Regions from separate parts of the Mus musculus genome. Here region 1 is linked to region 2. A link is a contact called in public HiChIP or PLAC-seq data. All regions are on one chromosome and are shown on one strand. Each heading gives the region's core, a stretch centred on a gene start, on an enhancer-like site or on the middle of the called end of the contact. The rest is flanking DNA. Distances are from core to core; before and after follow the strand shown. Region 1 holds the start of Rhou (ras homolog family member U). Region 2 holds the start of Slc7a5 (solute carrier family 7 (cationic amino acid transporter, y+ system), member 5).

Region 1 (4,125 bases), core at 355-2,854, 1.7 Mb after region 2:
GACTTTTGATTTCCCAGGTGCTCAAGGTCATTTTTGGTCAGGTCCTAGGGTTTCATCCCGAAAACAGCTTGCATTGCAGCTTTAAAGGCTGACAGCACTAAGGCCCTGAATGACGGGTGAGTCTGCCACCCATTCGGGATTGAAGAAATTACCTCTTGACAGGCCCACTTCTGTATCTCTGCGGCCACATCATCTTTGCAAGTCTCACTTGCCACACTGCATGGTTGCATATAGGATCCCAGGTAGGACGCTGTCATTTCCTTTATGGAACTCAAACCTGTCACTTAGCATCTCTGTACTTCAGGTTGTCCTGGCTGTAAAATGGGTATAAGTAATGCTAATATTAAAGGAATTCGTTTTGACAGAATGGTTACAACAACATCTGGGACATAACAAAGGCTCAGTATTTAACTAGCTCTTGTCTTTTTTTTTTTAAGATTTATTTATTTTATTTATATGAATACACTGGCTGTCTTAAGACACACCACAAGAGGGCACCAGATCCCATTACAGATGGTCGTGAGTCACCATGTGGTTGCTGGGAATTGAACTCAGGACCTCTGGAAGAGCAGCCGGTGCTCTTAACCACTCTCCCTTTCTCTCGGCCCCTAGCTCTTGTCTTTACCACCAGCAAAATAATATTAATATTAACAGCACACAGCTCTTCTTACACCAGAAGCAAATCAGAAGCATTAGTGACCAGGCAGAGAAAGGGCAGCACAAAATGAACAGACAATTAGCTTTTCAGATAATACTACGGCAGCCAAAATTGCACTTAACTAAAGACTGTAAGGAAATTTGCTGGACCATGAATACACACAAGGTCACAGCATGCCAAAGAGAGGGAGCGCTAACAAAGGGTGGTATCCTGCATCCAAATGAGAATCAATGATTTTTAACAGAAAAATCATACATTTGTCTGCAATCAAACTTAAGTCCTACTCATCAGGACTGGCTATCAAGACAATAATCTCTCCTGAGGGACTGCAAAAGCAGGCAGGCCCCACAGCACTCTCCCCCTCCAAACCAAGACACTTGTGTGGAGGAGCAAGGGCAGCTGGAGGAACAGGAAGAGTGGAAGAAGCAGGGTGATCATGGTGAGAGGGAGACCGCGGAAAGGAGGTTGTGGAGTAGAAAGAGAATAGGGGGCGACCTAAGGAGGGAGAAGGAGGAGAGGGAAGAGAAAGAGCCGGGAGGGAAGGGGGAACAGAAGGATGGGGAGGAGGGGGCAGGGCAGGAGGAACTGGAGAGCAAGAGGAGGAAAGGAAGCTTGGGAAGGAGCCGGGAAAGGGGGGTGGGGGGATGAGAAGCCCACAGCAGGGGCCAGGGGTAGCTCGGGGTCCGCGTGGGTTGGCGTGGTGGAGCCAGCTAGTCCAGCCGCACCGTTTCGAGGCGCCGGCGTAGTTCACCAGCGCGGCGCGCAGACGGGGGCGCTGTGGTCTCGGATAGAAGAAGGAGCCGCCGGACCCGCCTCTTTCCCCGCCCGCCGGTGTCGCAGGGAAGCCTGGCGGAGCAGGCTCGGCCACATCGCGGCCGCGCGGGCACAGACGCCCAGCCGAGTGCGGACCGTGCGCCGCCTTTGTCCGCCGGTGGCAGCTGGTCTCGCGGCCGCCGCCCCGCGATGGCCCCGCAGCAAGGCCGGCCGGCGCTGCCCGCCCGCTGCGAGCCGCCGGCGGCGCCGCCGGTACCGCCTCGCCGAGAGCGCGGGGGGCGCGGGGCGCGCGGGCCCGGGGTGTCCGGGGGTCGGGGGCGCGCGGGCGGCGCCGAGGGACGCGGCGTCAAGTGCGTGCTGGTCGGCGACGGCGCGGTGGGCAAGACCAGCCTGGTGGTCAGCTACACCACTAACGGCTACCCCACCGAGTACATCCCTACGGCCTTCGACAACTTCTCGGGTGAGCGCCGGGCGGGGCGCGGCCTCGGGCTGGGAGGCGCGGGGCGGCGCGGGTCTCGGGGCAGCGGCTCGGCGAGGTGGCAGCGGGGTGTCCGACCGGTCTGGCTCCGGGATTCCGGAGCGAGCTGCAGCTCAGGTGGCCTTCCCACCTGCGCCCTCCGGGGCGGCTCACTTCCAGCGGATCTTCGCCTGGAGCAACCCGGATTGCTCCCGTGTGTGAGCCGGCCAGGCGCACCAAGGAGGGCTGGGGCTTGCGAGAACGTTCCTTTCTTCTGAGCCCAGCGCCTGCCTGGCCTGCGCCCCGCCTGCGCTGTCTCGGTTTCTGACGGTTGGCCCAGTCCCTCCAGCTTGGCGTTTAGTTACAGCAAGTTCTCAAGGGTGGGTGGGTTCGTGGATCACACAAAGATAACAAAAGTAAAGCAATCATTTCTCTTGATTTTTTAAAAAGTCTTTCAGGAATTTAAGAAAAAGTTACAAAAAAAAAATCACATTAAGCTAGTGTGAAAAATCTTCCTCCTAAAAAATTTACCTCCGACTTCCAGTCTCCGTGGCCAGTCTCTAATTTCAGAGACCCTATGGATAAAACAGAAGTGCATGGTGCCCCCTCCACCGCTCACTAGCATAAACATTTATAAACAACCAGAAATGCTATCAGAAGGAGACAAATTGCCTAATATAAGCTGAAACCTCCGAGTCTTTACTGGATGGGGGGTCCTTGCTCTCACCCTATCTCTGGACCCTGGGGGAAAATCTGTGTGGCTTCTCTCTGCCAGCTTTTCTTAATCCTCTTTTTGAACTGACAGAGAGAAGTGCCCATTTCCACACACGCACGGGTGATAGGCCGCCTGTGTTTGCACAAGTTCTCAAAACTGCTGGAGTTTTATGATAAACCCTGAAGCAGGGAGATTTTTTTTTCCCAAGAGAAAACAGGATTATCTATGAGGTTGTCCACTGATTTAAAAGTGCAGAGTTGGTTTCCCACCTTGTGTTGTTTCTAGGCTCTTTGAAACAAGGGTGACAGGAAAATTAATCTTCCAGGCTTGAAAGGAAAACAAGCCTTCCGGGGCACCTTCTGGAGGTCAGGGCTTTGCTGCTTCATGCTCTGTGGTGGAGGGAGCCCCCCACCTTGGAACATTTGTACACTTCCATGGGTTTCTGGGCGTAGCCAAGTCCTTAGTTCACTAAGAGAACCCAGAGCAGGAACTGCCAATCTGCTGAGAGGGTAAAAGATGTCCTGATAATCATCTTGCTCTTTTTTTTTTTTCTTTCTCCCAAGCCGTGGTGTCTGTAGATGGGCGGCCTGTGAGACTCCAGCTCTGTGACACTGCAGGACAGGTCGGTATCAAGTTACACAGCTCAGGCACTGGGAAAGGAAACAGCCTTTTAAAGGTTTCCAAACAACCTTTGCAGTTTCCAAATGATTCCCTTAGTAACTGGGTCATTGTGAAACTCGCCGAAGCAGGCCCACCCCTGCTTCATCTCCTTTGAGGGCAGTGGGAGGAGGCCAAGAAGGACACCTCGGGGCCAGTGAAACAGGGTCGGCCTGTTCTGGGAAGGAGCTGGGGAGGCAGCCATCGCTGCGGGAACTGCCCCTTATCTTCATAGGACTTTCGGGTACCTCTCATGGCCTAGCTTAGGCTACAAAAGAAAAACCACAGGAATGGTTTGTAAGCGTTTCTCAGAGGAAGCCCCTCATGTCCTATAATCCATTGATTCAAGGCTAATGAACCTGAGACTTAAACGCTTGTTCAAGGAAAAAAAAGAAAAAAAAAAAAACCAGTAGCTTATGTTAACAAATGTCTTTCCCTGCTCTAGAGCAGTGGTCAGAGTCACCATAAATGGAGCAGGGAAAGGCAGGGCCACTCTGTTTGGTCATTCTTGTCTCGGGGGCAAAACACTAGAAAAGGAAGCCAGGCAGGAGGCATAGGTGTAGGACCCCCTGAGTGCCCCACAGAAGGGTTAAAGCTGCCCTAGAAGCTGTTCTAGCCACTGAGGTCCTAAGTACTCAGGTGCCCAGGTGACAGCAAACTCTGCTCTCCCAATGTCTGGAGCTGACAGGGTACAGTGGGGATAAGTAACCCCTTTGCTTCCCTGACTGTCCGTGCTAAGGAAAAAGCTGGCCTTCCTGTGTCTCCAGATCTCATCCAAGCCAGGGCCTTTAGCTAACTCATTACTGTAAGACAGCAAACTTGGGACTCGGGACTGGCTTATTCTTGAGACCTTGAGGAGACAGA
Region 2 (3,762 bases), core at 1,131-3,630:
CCTCGAGAAAGAACAGGGCACTCACTCCATGAACACTGAAACTCTCCTCAGAGTGCAATCCTCCGGGAGCCGGCGCCCAGGCCTTCAGAGACCTGGAAGAGCACCTGGACTCTTGGTATAGCATTGGAAATGTAAATGAGCTAAATACCTAATAAAAAATGGAAAAAAAGAAAAAAAAGAAAACAAATTTTAAAAGAAAGGACATTTGCCAGCCCTCAGTGCTCACAGCCTCCTGTGGGCAAGCATTGCTTCCCATATGTCACTAGCACCTGCAGTTTCCAGAACTATCTTGACAAGAGTGTGGGCTCTTTAAAGACAGCCATGCCAGCCTGGCATGATGGTACACACACTTACTGCCTGCACTTGGGAGACAGAGAACTGCAGACCAGCCAGGGCTGCATAGCATGAGCCTGTCTCAAAACCAAGCAAGCAAGCAAGCAAGCAAGCAAGCAAACAACAAACCTTAAAGGTACCCACGACATTCCTTATCCCTAAAGAGATTACCATCCATAAGGAGAACTGGACAATTAAAATTGAGTATGCAGTGTCCCGTTTGAGGCCAGGCTCTCCCTGGACTGCCCAGTGCTTTTGAAGACCAACTCTAGCTATGACGGTTTACACATGAACCAAGCACACAGAAGACCTTACTGGTCATCATCCAACTGGCACTACAGAGCAGAGTGGGTGGTCTCAGAATTGAAGGGCACACCCGGCTGGGTCTGATAACAGGAGACAGTCTCAGGGCCAAAGCCAAAACAGGCACTGGCATCGAGCAGTGGCCCCAGTGCTAACAGCAGCCCCGGACTTCCATGGCTCACAACCAAGTCTAGCCCACCTCCCCATCACCCTCTCTGTGTGCACTATCAACACAGCTCTCAAAACAAACAGATACATCGGTCTTAGCTGCCTGAACTCATCTGTAATTTTGAAAGTAGCATGATTTATTTCCAGGTTGCTCTCCACCACCAAATCATGTGGCATTTGCTTCAAACGATCATTTTCCCCCAGTCCTGAAAAATCACACAACTGTTTTTGAAAGCAGAAATCAATCCGTCTTGACCTATGCGTCCCATAAAGGCTACACTCAACAGCTGTTACCTGGCACATCTTGGGACCCCTCAAGCCCACCCACACAGACTGTCGTCTGTCTGCAGCCGAGTTTCTTTTAGTCCTTTACTGACAGGCAGGCTTTACACGATTCCGCTACTCATCTTAAACGAGCAAGCAGCCATCACTACCACACACAAATTTATTACTACTGTTTTCTTATGAGTCAGCCAGTTCACTGATTCCTGATAGGCCGGTTTTAAGAACATAAGTGATTTTTTTTTTTAAACTGCAATTTCCCTCTTAGCAACCAGTCAGCAACTGAAGCTGAAACAGGAAACTGGCATATCTGCCACTCCACGTGGTGCTTTGCTGAAGGCAGGGAGTGTATTGCTCTCACCCGGGACAGAGTAGATCTCTCGTACTTAGAATTCAGGTCGGGAAGCGGGATGCCTGCCGCGGGGTCAGAGCCGCGACCCACTGAGGTCTCGCGAGGGCTGTCCCGAAAGCATAGACACTATGAATGGATTAAAGAAACGCACGTGGGTTCTGGGGCCTGTGACTTTAGCCTGGAACTGCCGAGATGGTTCAGGGATGGACAGATGGAGGGATACTGGGATGGGTGTTGCCGAGCTGTAAACGCAGGAACCTTGGCTCGCGCCCACCCGGCCCCGCCCCAGCCCGGCCCCACCCCAGCCCGGACCCCTACTTACGCACGCAGAGGCAGGCCACGAGCTTGGCAGCTTCCTCGGGCACCGGACAAGTGGGGAAGACCGGCTTGAGCAAGTAGGTGGCGAAGACCAGCGCCACGATGTACTGCGAGGAGGGCCGAATGATGAGCAGCTCGATCCAGAGCTTGAGGAAGGCGGGCAACGAGCCGTAGACCTCCAGCATGTAGGCGTAGTCGCCGCCTGACTTGGAGATGGTGGTGCCCAGCTCCGCGTAGCAGAGTGCGCCCACGATGGAGAAGACGCCGCACACAGCCCACACCACGAGCGACAGTCCGGGCGACCCCGCTTCCTTGAGCACGCCGGTGGGCGTCACGAAGATGCCAGAGCCGATGATGGTGCCCACGATGATGGCCACACCGTTGAGCAGCGTGATATTGCGCTGCAGGGTCACGCCTTCGCCCTCGGGGTCCGCGCCGTCCCCGCGCCGCGCCTCCAACATCTTCTCCCGCGCCTGCCGCTCCTCCTCCGCCGCCGCCGCCGCCGGGGTCGCAACCGCGCGCCTCTTGGCGCCCGCGACCGCCATGCTCTCGGCGTTCCCGGCTCGGCCTGGATACCCGGCGTGCGCGCGGCCGAGCCGCTCTCCGCGTACTGAGAAGTGCGTCTGCGTCCGCCCCGCCCGCGCGGCCTTTTATCTCTACCGTTACCCGCCCTCCAGGCTCCGCCCATCGCCGCTGCTGTTGGTTCAGCTCGCAAAGGCCCCCGCCCCCTCAGCCCGCGCGACCCCGCCTCCTTCGCGGGCCCCCGCCCCCAAGTCTGTTAGAGCACGTGGAGCGTTAAGATCCTGAAACTGAGGACTACTGATGTGTTTAACGCGGCGTGACTACTGATGGGTTTATCGCGGCGTGTTTCACAAGATCCGAATGTTGTACGCGGGTGGAGAGTCGACTCACACCTCCTCACAAGTCCTGTGCAGGATGTCAGGGCCGATTGGTAAGGGCGTGCTTCTTCTCCCGCCCCAGGCGGCGCAGAGGACTTGTCAAGGGAGAAAGCACCGGAAGGGGGGTGGCTCAGTGTATAGTCCCAACACCTGCCCGGAATCCTGGCCCTGCCTCGCGGGTGTTTATCTCCGCTTCCTCCAGTGTGCATATCCTGTGCGTCTGGGAGATGAAGGATAAATATCTTATCTAGGATAAGTGGGGGTGGGTTGTGGGGTGAGGCACCCCTATAGTCCAACTTGGTCCAGAGGAAACGAGTCTGAGGGCGAAATGATCCGTCAGCTCTGGAGGAAACGGAAGAATAGACCAGAATGGTAGCCAGCTTACTCCTGGACTTAGATATCCATCTGGTCCCAAGGAGGGTCTTGACAAAAGCTCGATTAGTGGTACACCCAATCTGGAGAAGCAAGTTTTAGAAGGGAACCAACCCAATCTACTGTAGGGTGAAAGGGCTTTAGGTTGTCATTCTTAGGAAATCTTAGGTAAGAGGGTTTTTGAGATAATGTGGTCACACATCTGGAAGGTTCAGCATCCCAGGCCTGGTGCCATCATCGTGGGCACCATTATCAGCTCTGGCATCTTCGTGACGCCCACCGGTGAGCTCAAGGAAGTGGGTTCAAGCCCTCGTGGTATGGGCTGTGTAATTTGAGCTGATGGTACGCTTGGAAAATTTCATTGGTCAAGATAAGTCCAGGAGCCCCAAGACCCCCTCCTTTTCACCAGCTGTTCCATTTTCTGTCCAAAGGAGTCCCCAGGAAAACTCACAGACAAGCAGAAGGGAAGGTGGGGGGGGGGGCTTAATTTAAGAACCTTCAGACTTGTAAGGATACAGAGCCCTGTATGCTCTGCTAAACTGTCCAGTCTGCCAAGCCTTCCCCACTGCTGAGGCATGACCAATGAAGAAATTCAAACTTCTCCCCATCTTTGGATCTACTGCTGCAGCCAAGAATGCCAGAGCTGCCCCTTGGAAGCCCATGTCGGGGAGGTGTTCAGCCAAAGACTCCAAGGGTCACTGGAGCTACCTCCCCCAACCCCCAGTATGTCAGCCA

The links. HiChIP or PLAC-seq counts read pairs in DNA pulled down with a chosen protein or histone mark.
Region 1: a contact with region 2 is called in an H3K27ac HiChIP or PLAC-seq map of large pre-B cells, with 5 times the contacts expected there. The contact joins the promoter of Rhou here to the promoter of Slc7a5 in region 2. A contact is called at or near these places in 1 of 39 promoter capture datasets (liver) and 1 of 115 datasets of contacts at active chromatin or transcription factors (large pre-B cells).

Annotation. Positions count from the first base shown.
Region 1 is chr8:123,652,325-123,656,449 of GRCm38.p6, forward strand. It overlaps Rhou (ras homolog family member U), which reads left to right and starts at 1,605. Exons shown (of 3, transcript NM_133955.4): 1 at 1,605-1,892; 2 at 3,168-3,226. The coding sequence starts at 1,622. Gm35874 (a long non-coding RNA gene) reads right to left here and starts at 412. Exons shown (of 3, transcript XR_388157.3): 1 at 153-412.
Region 2 is chr8:121,905,306-121,909,067 of GRCm38.p6, forward strand. It overlaps Slc7a5 (solute carrier family 7 (cationic amino acid transporter, y+ system), member 5), which reads right to left and starts at 2,381. Exons shown (of 10, transcript NM_011404.3): 1 at 1,761-2,381. The coding sequence starts at 2,301. BC048644 (cDNA sequence BC048644) reads left to right here and starts at 2,528. Exons shown (of 2, transcript NR_167716.1): 1 at 2,528-2,708.